2 separate regions of the Sus scrofa genome follow, and region 2 is linked to region 1. Evidence: chromatin contacts called from public HiChIP or PLAC-seq data. All regions are on one chromosome and are shown on one strand. The core of a region is the stretch at or near the end of the contact, and the rest is flanking DNA. Distances in the headings are between cores, read along the strand shown.

Evidence for each region. HiChIP or PLAC-seq counts read pairs in DNA pulled down with a chosen protein or histone mark.
Region 2: a contact with region 1 is called in an H3K27ac HiChIP or PLAC-seq map of alveolar macrophages. The contact joins two enhancer-like sites. A contact is called at or near these places in 2 of 47 Hi-C or Micro-C datasets (epiblast stem cells and skeletal muscle) and 1 of 2 datasets of contacts at active chromatin or transcription factors (alveolar macrophages).

What each region holds. Positions count from the first base shown.
Region 1 is chr9:131,008,082-131,012,211 of Sscrofa11.1, forward strand. All of the region lies in intron 8 of PPP2R5A (protein phosphatase 2 regulatory subunit B'alpha), which reads right to left. Among named protein-coding and RNA genes, the nearest start is that of TMEM206, 42 kb to the left of the region's middle. Within about 2 kb of position 2,095, at least 1 of the 83 cell types and tissues checked has an H3K27ac peak or open chromatin away from gene starts, as enhancers often do. A contact at or near this core is called in alveolar macrophages, where this site is marked.
Region 2 is chr9:131,241,548-131,245,677 of Sscrofa11.1, forward strand. It overlaps DTL (denticleless protein homolog), which reads right to left. Exons shown (of 16, transcript XM_013979970.2): 12 at 1,061-1,150. Among named protein-coding and RNA genes, the nearest start is that of DTL, 32 kb to the right of the region's middle. Within about 2 kb of position 2,039, at least 4 of the 83 cell types and tissues checked have an H3K27ac peak or open chromatin away from gene starts, as enhancers often do. A contact at or near this core is called in alveolar macrophages, where this site is marked.

The sequences.
Region 1 (4,130 bases), core at 845-3,344:
TGCTGTTCCAGATGCTAGGAGCCTGCTGATAACAGGACGGAGGAGGTCCCTGATGTTCATGAAGCAGGAAGACCAACACAAATTATCAATTAAGCTTACAAATAAAATAATTTTAATAGTAAGTGCTACTTTCCTACTAAGAAAATAAGGGAAAATATGAGATAATGACTTGGTGGGGTTGGGGGAAGGTTATTTTAGAAATTAAGGAACAGATGATTCCTGTTACTTAAACCATGATGAAGCACTCAAGCCAGAAGGTTCTCTATTTCACGGCTAGCACAATCTTGATAACCCAAACACAAGAAAACAAGGGATCATGAATTTAAGTAAACATAGTTACAAAATTTGTATTACACAGAATACAACAGTATATTAACAGAACATTAACTACCTGCCCAATAACTAATTCCTGAAATTCTAGGATGTTTCAACTCATTACAGTTATAGGTTAAAAGGGAGGAGAAAAACTCTTATGATCAGAGTTGCCACCATGGTTCAGTGGAAACAAATATGACTAGTGCCCATGAGGATGAGGGTCGTTCAATCCTTGGTCCTGCTCAGTGGGTTATGGATCCGGCATTGCCGTGAGTTCTGGTGTAGGTCGCTGACGCGGCTTGGAGCCAGTGTTGCTATGGCTACGGCTATGACTAGGCCAGCAGCTACAGCTCTAATTGGACCCCTAGCATGGGAATTTCCATATGCCGTGGGTGCAGGCCCCCCCCCCAAAAAAAGAAAAACCGAACTATATGATCATTGCAAAAGATTTTGCACAGTTATTTGATTTTTTTTTTTTTTTGTCTTTTTCACATTTCTTGGGCCGCTCCTGTGGCATATGGAGGCTCCCAGGCTAGGGGTCTAATTAGAGCTGTAGCCACCGGCCTACGCCAGAGCCACAGCAATGCGGGATCCGAGGCACGTCTGCAACCTACACCACAGCTCATGGCAACGCCGGATCCTTAACCCACTGAGCAAGGCCAGGGATCGAACCCACAACCTCATGGTTCCTAGTCAGATTCGTTAACCACTGCGCCATGACGGGAACTCCAGTTATTTGATTTTTTTGATTAACTATATATTCTGATAAAAGTTTAGTAAGCCAGAGCTAAGAATTTATCAGAAACTATCAGCAATCAACTTATATAAATTGATTTCTTGGAAACAGGCAGTAAAACCAACTGGACCTGCTGCTTTTGTGCAAATAAATCTTTGACGGCCTTTTAGGTAATTTTAGTTATTGGTCTTGTCCAGTACTGAAGAACACTCGTCCAGACTAAAATTGGGAAGAACACTATTCTGGAGTCAGTCCAGTAAGATGAAAAGGATCTGATGAAAAATGTTGGAAAGGAATACCAGAATTATACTTATTTGTCTAAGATTATAATTATATACCCCCTAAATATTAAAAAACTAAAAAATACTAAAATGAGTATGAAAATTCAATATGTGGCCATATAAAAGACAAGTATAGAAAAAATTTGAGGCAAAGTATCAGTAATAATTATGAAAATAAGATATCTTTCATAACAAAAAACTAATGCAGATAATACAATTCGTAAGAAATGTTTACAATTTATATGAAAAAACCTATAAAAATTGCCTGAATATCATGAAAGACTAAAAATAGATGAGATGAACCAGTATTGTACATATATTTCCTCCAATACTAAATCTATACAAGTAATACAATTTCAGTCAAATACCAACTGAGTTATTTTATGAAACTATAAACAGGTATTTCGAAATCCATAAATGTTAAGTAAACAGCCAAAAATTTTTTAAGGGGGAGGAGGATAAAATTAATGGAATGGAACCTGTACTACTGAGATCAGTAATTAAAACAATATGATAGCAGCATGGAAAGTGACAGAAAAGATATATAACAGGAGTATCCAGACAGACAGAAATACATATGAGGTTTAATATATGACAAAGGTGGCATTTCAGTTCCATGAGAAACAGCTGAATTGGTGGGTACGTGAACTGGTGGCTCATTGGTTGGAAGGAAAAAAGTGTAGTTCCTCTGGCAGGCAGACTTCTGAAATGATCTCCTGTGATCCTTACTTCCTGAATTCACACTCTTGTGTAGTCAAGCCCTCCCCTTAAGTGTGGACTGGTCTAGTGACTTGCTTCTAACAATCAGACTGTGGCGAAAGGGACAGAATGTCACTTCTATGACAAAGTGACAAAACACTGTGACTTCCATCTTAGCAGTAGACTCTCTAGGGCTTTCTTGTCTTGCAAGCTGCTATGTTGGAGAGGCCCAAGTAATAAGGAATTGATGGTGGCCTCAGGCTAACAGCCAGCTAGGAACCCTGAAGAACCGAATTCTACCACCAGCAATCATGTGAACCCAGAAGCAGGTCCTTTCTCATCTGAGCCTTATATGCAACTCCATTCCCTTGCTGATGCCTTGACTTTAGCCTTGTGAGAGACCCTGAGGCAAAGGACCCAGCTAAGCCATGCCTGGATTCCTGATTCACAGAAACTGAGATAATAAACGGTTGTTGTTTTAAGCAACTCAATTTTGTGATAATTTTGTTATGCCAGCAACAGAAAAATAATACAGTTCCATACTTCTGTCATACTGAAAAATTTCAATTTCAAATGGTGTAGTGGGTTGAATGCTGGCCCTCAAACAGATATGTCCATGTCCTAATCTCTGAAATCTATGAATGTGACTTATTTGGAAAATGGGTCTTCCAGAGAAAATTAAGGATCTCAAGATGAAATCATCCTGGGTTATGTGGATGGGCCCTAAATCCAATGACAAGTATGCTTGTAAGAGAACACAGAGGAAAGACAGAAGGGGCAGCAACATGAGATTGCAGTGATGCAGCCACAAGCCCAGGACACCCTGAGACACCAGAAACTGGAAGAGGCAAGGAACAGTATCTCCCCTAGAGCATCTGGAGGGAGTGCAGCCCTGCCCACCTTGATTCTGGACCTCTGACCTTCAGAACTCTGAGAGAATAAATTTGTTATTTTAAGCCACCAAGGTAATTTGTCACGTCAGCTCTAGGAAACTATTATAGATGGAATAAAGTTTTAACACATAAAAACTAAATCTGTAAAGTAACTAGAGTATAACTAGAATTAGTTTTATAATCTCAAAGGTTAGAAGGATTTTACCTAGCACAACAAGACCAGAAGCCTTAATGCTGAACAGATACCCCTACATAAATTTTTTTTTAGTTCTTTAAAAAGGCAAAGATTAAAAACAGTATATTCAAAGTGAAAAAAACTCCAAATGAATACAAAAAATTTGTAAAATATAATAGGAAAAGCCTTAAAAGTAGGCAAAGGACACGTAAATATAAATGACCAATAACCATGCAGAAGGATGGCTATAATAATTTTTAAAAGGCAATTAAAATAATATTTCATACCTACTAGACTAGCAAAAAATTAAAACAACATTCAGCCCTGGCTGATAAGGGGAAACAGGCACCTTCAAACTCTGGACTGGAATACAGAATTGTTCTAACTTTTTGAAAGGCAACTTAGAATATATTAAAATTTTCATGGATTCTTTGACCCAGCAACATGGTTTTAATTTCAGTAGTTTAGTTTTTTAAAAATTTCATATACAGTACAATTTTTTTTCCTTTGAGTATAGTTCTGACGTTTTTTGAAAACACACAGTTTTTTTTTTGTTTTTTTTTTTTTGTTTTTTTGGTAACCAATGTCACAGAAAGGAGCCAGAATAATTTCAACATCCTAAAACATCCCCACACCCAACAACATATTTATAACAATGAAAACTCCAATCACGCAGTGTTTACTAATTAAGGATTGCTTAAATATGTTACTGTAATTCATATAATGGAATTTGATGCTACCAGAGAAAAAAAATGAAGCAAATTAATATGAAAGGATATTCACATTATATTGAAAGATGAAAAAACCTGGTCAGCACTGTCCTGCTGTTTAATCTATACATAAATATACATATAGAAAAACAATTCTAGAAATACATCCACCAATTTATATGGTTATCTCTAGGGGACCAGATTTCAAGTAACTTCCCCCACCTTATGCTCTATGGTTTTGTCTAGTGTGAACCAAATTAACACACATTATTTTCATAAATGGAAGTAACAAAGTCATTTCCATTTTGGAAAATAAAATAG
Region 2 (4,130 bases), core at 789-3,288, 230 kb after region 1:
AAATTACATGGAATCTGAGAGAAAAAATGCCATTGGGGTTTAATTACTGGTGATTTAAGTAATGATTTCAAAAAAGGTCTATCATGAAACTCATCATGGAAGTGGTATAGGGATATAGAAATAAAAAGAAATTCACAGCAGTACTGGAAAGCTAGCAAGGATATCATGAGTAAATCAGATGATGAGAAGATTCTGGAAGATTAAAAAAAAAAACCAGATGGGGAGTTCCCATCGTGGTTCAGTGAAAATGAATCTAACTAGGATCTATGAGGATGCAGGTTTGACCCCTGGCCTCGATTAGTGGGTTAAGGATCTGGCATTGCTGTGGCTATAGAGTAGGCCAGAAGCTACAGCTCTGATTCGACCCCCAGCCTGAGACCCTCCATATTGCCACGGGTGCTGCCCTAAAAAAAAAAAAAAGCAAACAAAAAACAAAAAACAAAAAAAACCCAAAGAAAACCCCCAAACAAACCAAACAGATGGGAACAAAAGGCAACAAAGTTTCAAAATGTAATTGGTGAAAAGGAGATCTCCACAGAACAGACATTTCTTGTTAAACCCAGAAAACCCAAAGAGCAAAGGCAGTAGGTTTTGGGTAAGTGAGTGGAGCTTGGGCTACTCTTACAACCTAACGTATTAAGATTTCACAGTAAGCATTTTTCAGGCATGTGAAAACCCAAACTGAACTATGACGACCAGTCAAGATGTTGCCTTTGATACACCACACTGATAATATGTAGACGTTCAAGACTAGTTTTCATCTTAGATTTTCTTTTTACCTTCAATTTTAAGATAAATTTTTAATAACATTAGAAACTTAATTCTATGTTTAGGGACAAAATGACTAGGGAGAAAAGAAATGCATCCTTACTCCTTAGTGTGTAATACATTATCTGTATCGGCAGAAAAAAATAGAATATGTGTGATTAATGATGATGCAGATCCTAGACAGCCTCAAGATCTTTTAAATGTGTACTTAAAGATAAAAGTCTGTATTAACTCTCAACCTCCAAATCTGTGATCTACTTTTTAAACCAACTACAGAGATTCATTTACAAACCTTTGTGAAGTCTGATGGACACCAGCACACAGATGTGACCTCTTGCGAATGACCCAGGAGCACAGTAGGAGGATGCCAGGGTGTGGAGACCTATCACGCCATCAAAAAAGAAACAAACGAGTCAGCAGACCAGTGTTAGGTCTCCCAGACAGAGGTGTGAATCTTTCCACGTCTCTGCCTTAGCTTTGGTGAGGACTGTTACCAAAGGCCCCCCGACATGTCTAGTTACAGCTCAGAAAGAGACCCAATAGACACATTTGTCATTAATCTGAAAATAGAATGAAAATAGCCAAAGTAAGTAAACAATATGAGCTTCGATACAAGGACAGGACTTATTTCAAGTCAGGACTACTTAGCTACACATATTTTGACTAAAATTGAAGATTGAAAGGGCGAGGTCAGCTACAAGGGAGTGCACTTCAAGTGGAACCTAGACTGGTTAATCCTGAAGACGGATCTCCTGGGACAGGAGGACAGTCTTCTTCCAAGAGAAGACTCACTGACTTTGAGGAAAGCCCAAAGTTTCATATAAGCTATATTTTACAAGACACTCTGGTATCCTTTTGGAGAAAAAAATTTCCTCTAAAATCTTAGTTCATTTGCTTAAAAAAATCTTGAATTTTCAAGTACTGCCACATTTAATACCTTTTTAATGTGTAAAGAAGGGTCGCATTTGTGCAGTACTACACGTGACTACGAATCATATTTTCCCCCTCATTGAAACGTCAGTGATATGCATTTGACAGCAGATTCATTCAGAGTTGTCAATCCTTGTCAAGAGGCCACAGGCATTAATCAGCACAACATGGAGTACAAACTCACATAACTATTATTAGCACAAGTGTTTGAAAAGAGAAATTATTCTTTTCATTTTTCTGAAGCTCTGAATCATTGCTCATTTGTGTGAAGAAAGTGGGGGCACTCTGGAAGGAATATTTGTGAGAATGACTAAGTAAGCTTCATGGATGCCTCACACTGTAGCTGTGGGATCGACACACTGATTCATAAGGTTACTACTCCTCTCTGGGGTTAAGTGGCACATATGTAATGACTCAATAAGCCAAAGAAGACGAAGAGCAGAATCTCATTTGCCTTGCTGGGTTAATTAAAGTTTCACAGAAAAGGAGACTTTTCCCCGAGATCTAAGATGCTCTCACTTGCTGCCTGCTCCTACAATGCCACGGAGAACAAGGGCTCATTCTCTCACAAGGCAGCGTATTTTAGAAAAGATTCTCAAGATAGTGTCTATTTCAGCAGTCACAGACATTCTCAATGGTCCAGCCCGTGGTTTCTTTATCCAAGGCCCAAGGAGGACTGGTAGCAACAAGTTAAAAGGAAGAGGAAACCCTCAGGTCCCCCTGACCCTCCTGGGTAAGAATATATTATTTTACTCCATTGGATTATTTGCTTGTTGCCTGTAGCTTTCCATTTCATGATATCACTGCCCTTCCTCAGTTTCCTAGGCATTACAATACCTAGAAGAAGCTGAATATCTATACCAGAGATGAAAATAAATGCCAAGAATAGAACCACCGATAGAATGTATTTCTGCATTTACCTACAGGATTTAAGAGAAAAAAACAAAGGATAGACCTGTTGGAACAACTCTGTACCATTTGATAGGCCAGGCATAATAACAGTAATAAAAAAAGCCAGCGTCTACTGAATGATTATCATAAGCCAGGCACTTTACATCGTATTAAAAGTGAAGGGAGGGTTCCTCAAAAAATTAAGCATGGAAATAATTACCATGTGAGCCCACAATTCTACTCTTAGGTATATACTCCCAGGAGAATTGAAAATGTATGTTCAGGAATTCCCGTCGTGGCGCAGTAGTTAACGAATCCGACTAGGAACCATGAGGTTGCGGGTTCGGTCCCTGCCCTTGCTCAGTGGGTTAACGATCCGGCGTTGCCGTGAGCTGTGGTGTAGGTTGCAGACGCGGCTCGGATCCCGCGTTGCTGTGGCTCTGGCGTAGGCTGGGGGCTACAGCTCCGATTCAACCCTGGCCTGGGAACCTCCATATGCTGCGGGAGCGGCCCAAGAAATAGCAACAACAACAACAACAAAAAGACAAAAGACAAAAAGACAAAAAAAAAAAAAAAAAAAAAAGAAAATGTATGTTCAAACAAAAACTCGTACATGAATGTTCACAGCAGCTTTATTCATAGAGCCAAAAAGTGGGATAATTTAAATATCCATCAACTGATGAATAAATAAAACCAGGCCTACACATACAATGGAATAGTCAGCTGTAAAAAGTAATCAAGGACTGATCCATGCAACAACATGGATAAACCTTGAAAACGCTAAGTGAAAGCAAAGCCAGACATAAAAGATCGTGTATGGTATGACTCCACTTATAGGAAATGTGCAGAATAGGCAAATCCGTAGAGAAAGAACCTAAGTTCGTGGTTGCCAGAAGCTGGAGGAAGAGGGGAATGGAGAGTGAGTCTTGAAGGGTATGGGCTTGCTTTCTGGAGTGATGGAAATGTTTGGAAATGAGGTAGTGGGGATAGCTGCACAATACTGTGATAATACTAAAAAAAAAAAAATCACTGAATTGTACACTTTAAAATGACTACAATTGTCAATTTTACATTGTACAAATTCTACCTCAATTAAAAAAAAACAGTGGAGGGAAGGGCATGTTGTGGGATGAAATGAGAACAAATGTCCAACAAGTTTTATAACGTTAGTAACAAGTAGTTTCACAGTTGAGGATTACCCTAGTATGTAAAATATACTTAGTGACTACTTTAAAGAAGATTAGTTTCTTCTAATGAAACTCGGGTGACTTTTAAATCCTTTGTTTTTATTCAAGTAAGTTTTATTTTCACTTCATTATTACAAAAACATTATCATAACTATATAACATCTTTTTAAAGCCTCCCTCTACTTTTAAATAGGAAGAAGCGACTATGAAGTCCAAGAGACATTCACATCTGCACAATCTGGGAATGGTCAAAACACAGAAAATCATCCTCTCTTACAAATTCTAGTTGTTACAGAATAAGATGAACTCAAGGCAGTAAGAATTCTAAAGTTAAAACTTGTGGAACTATGAAGG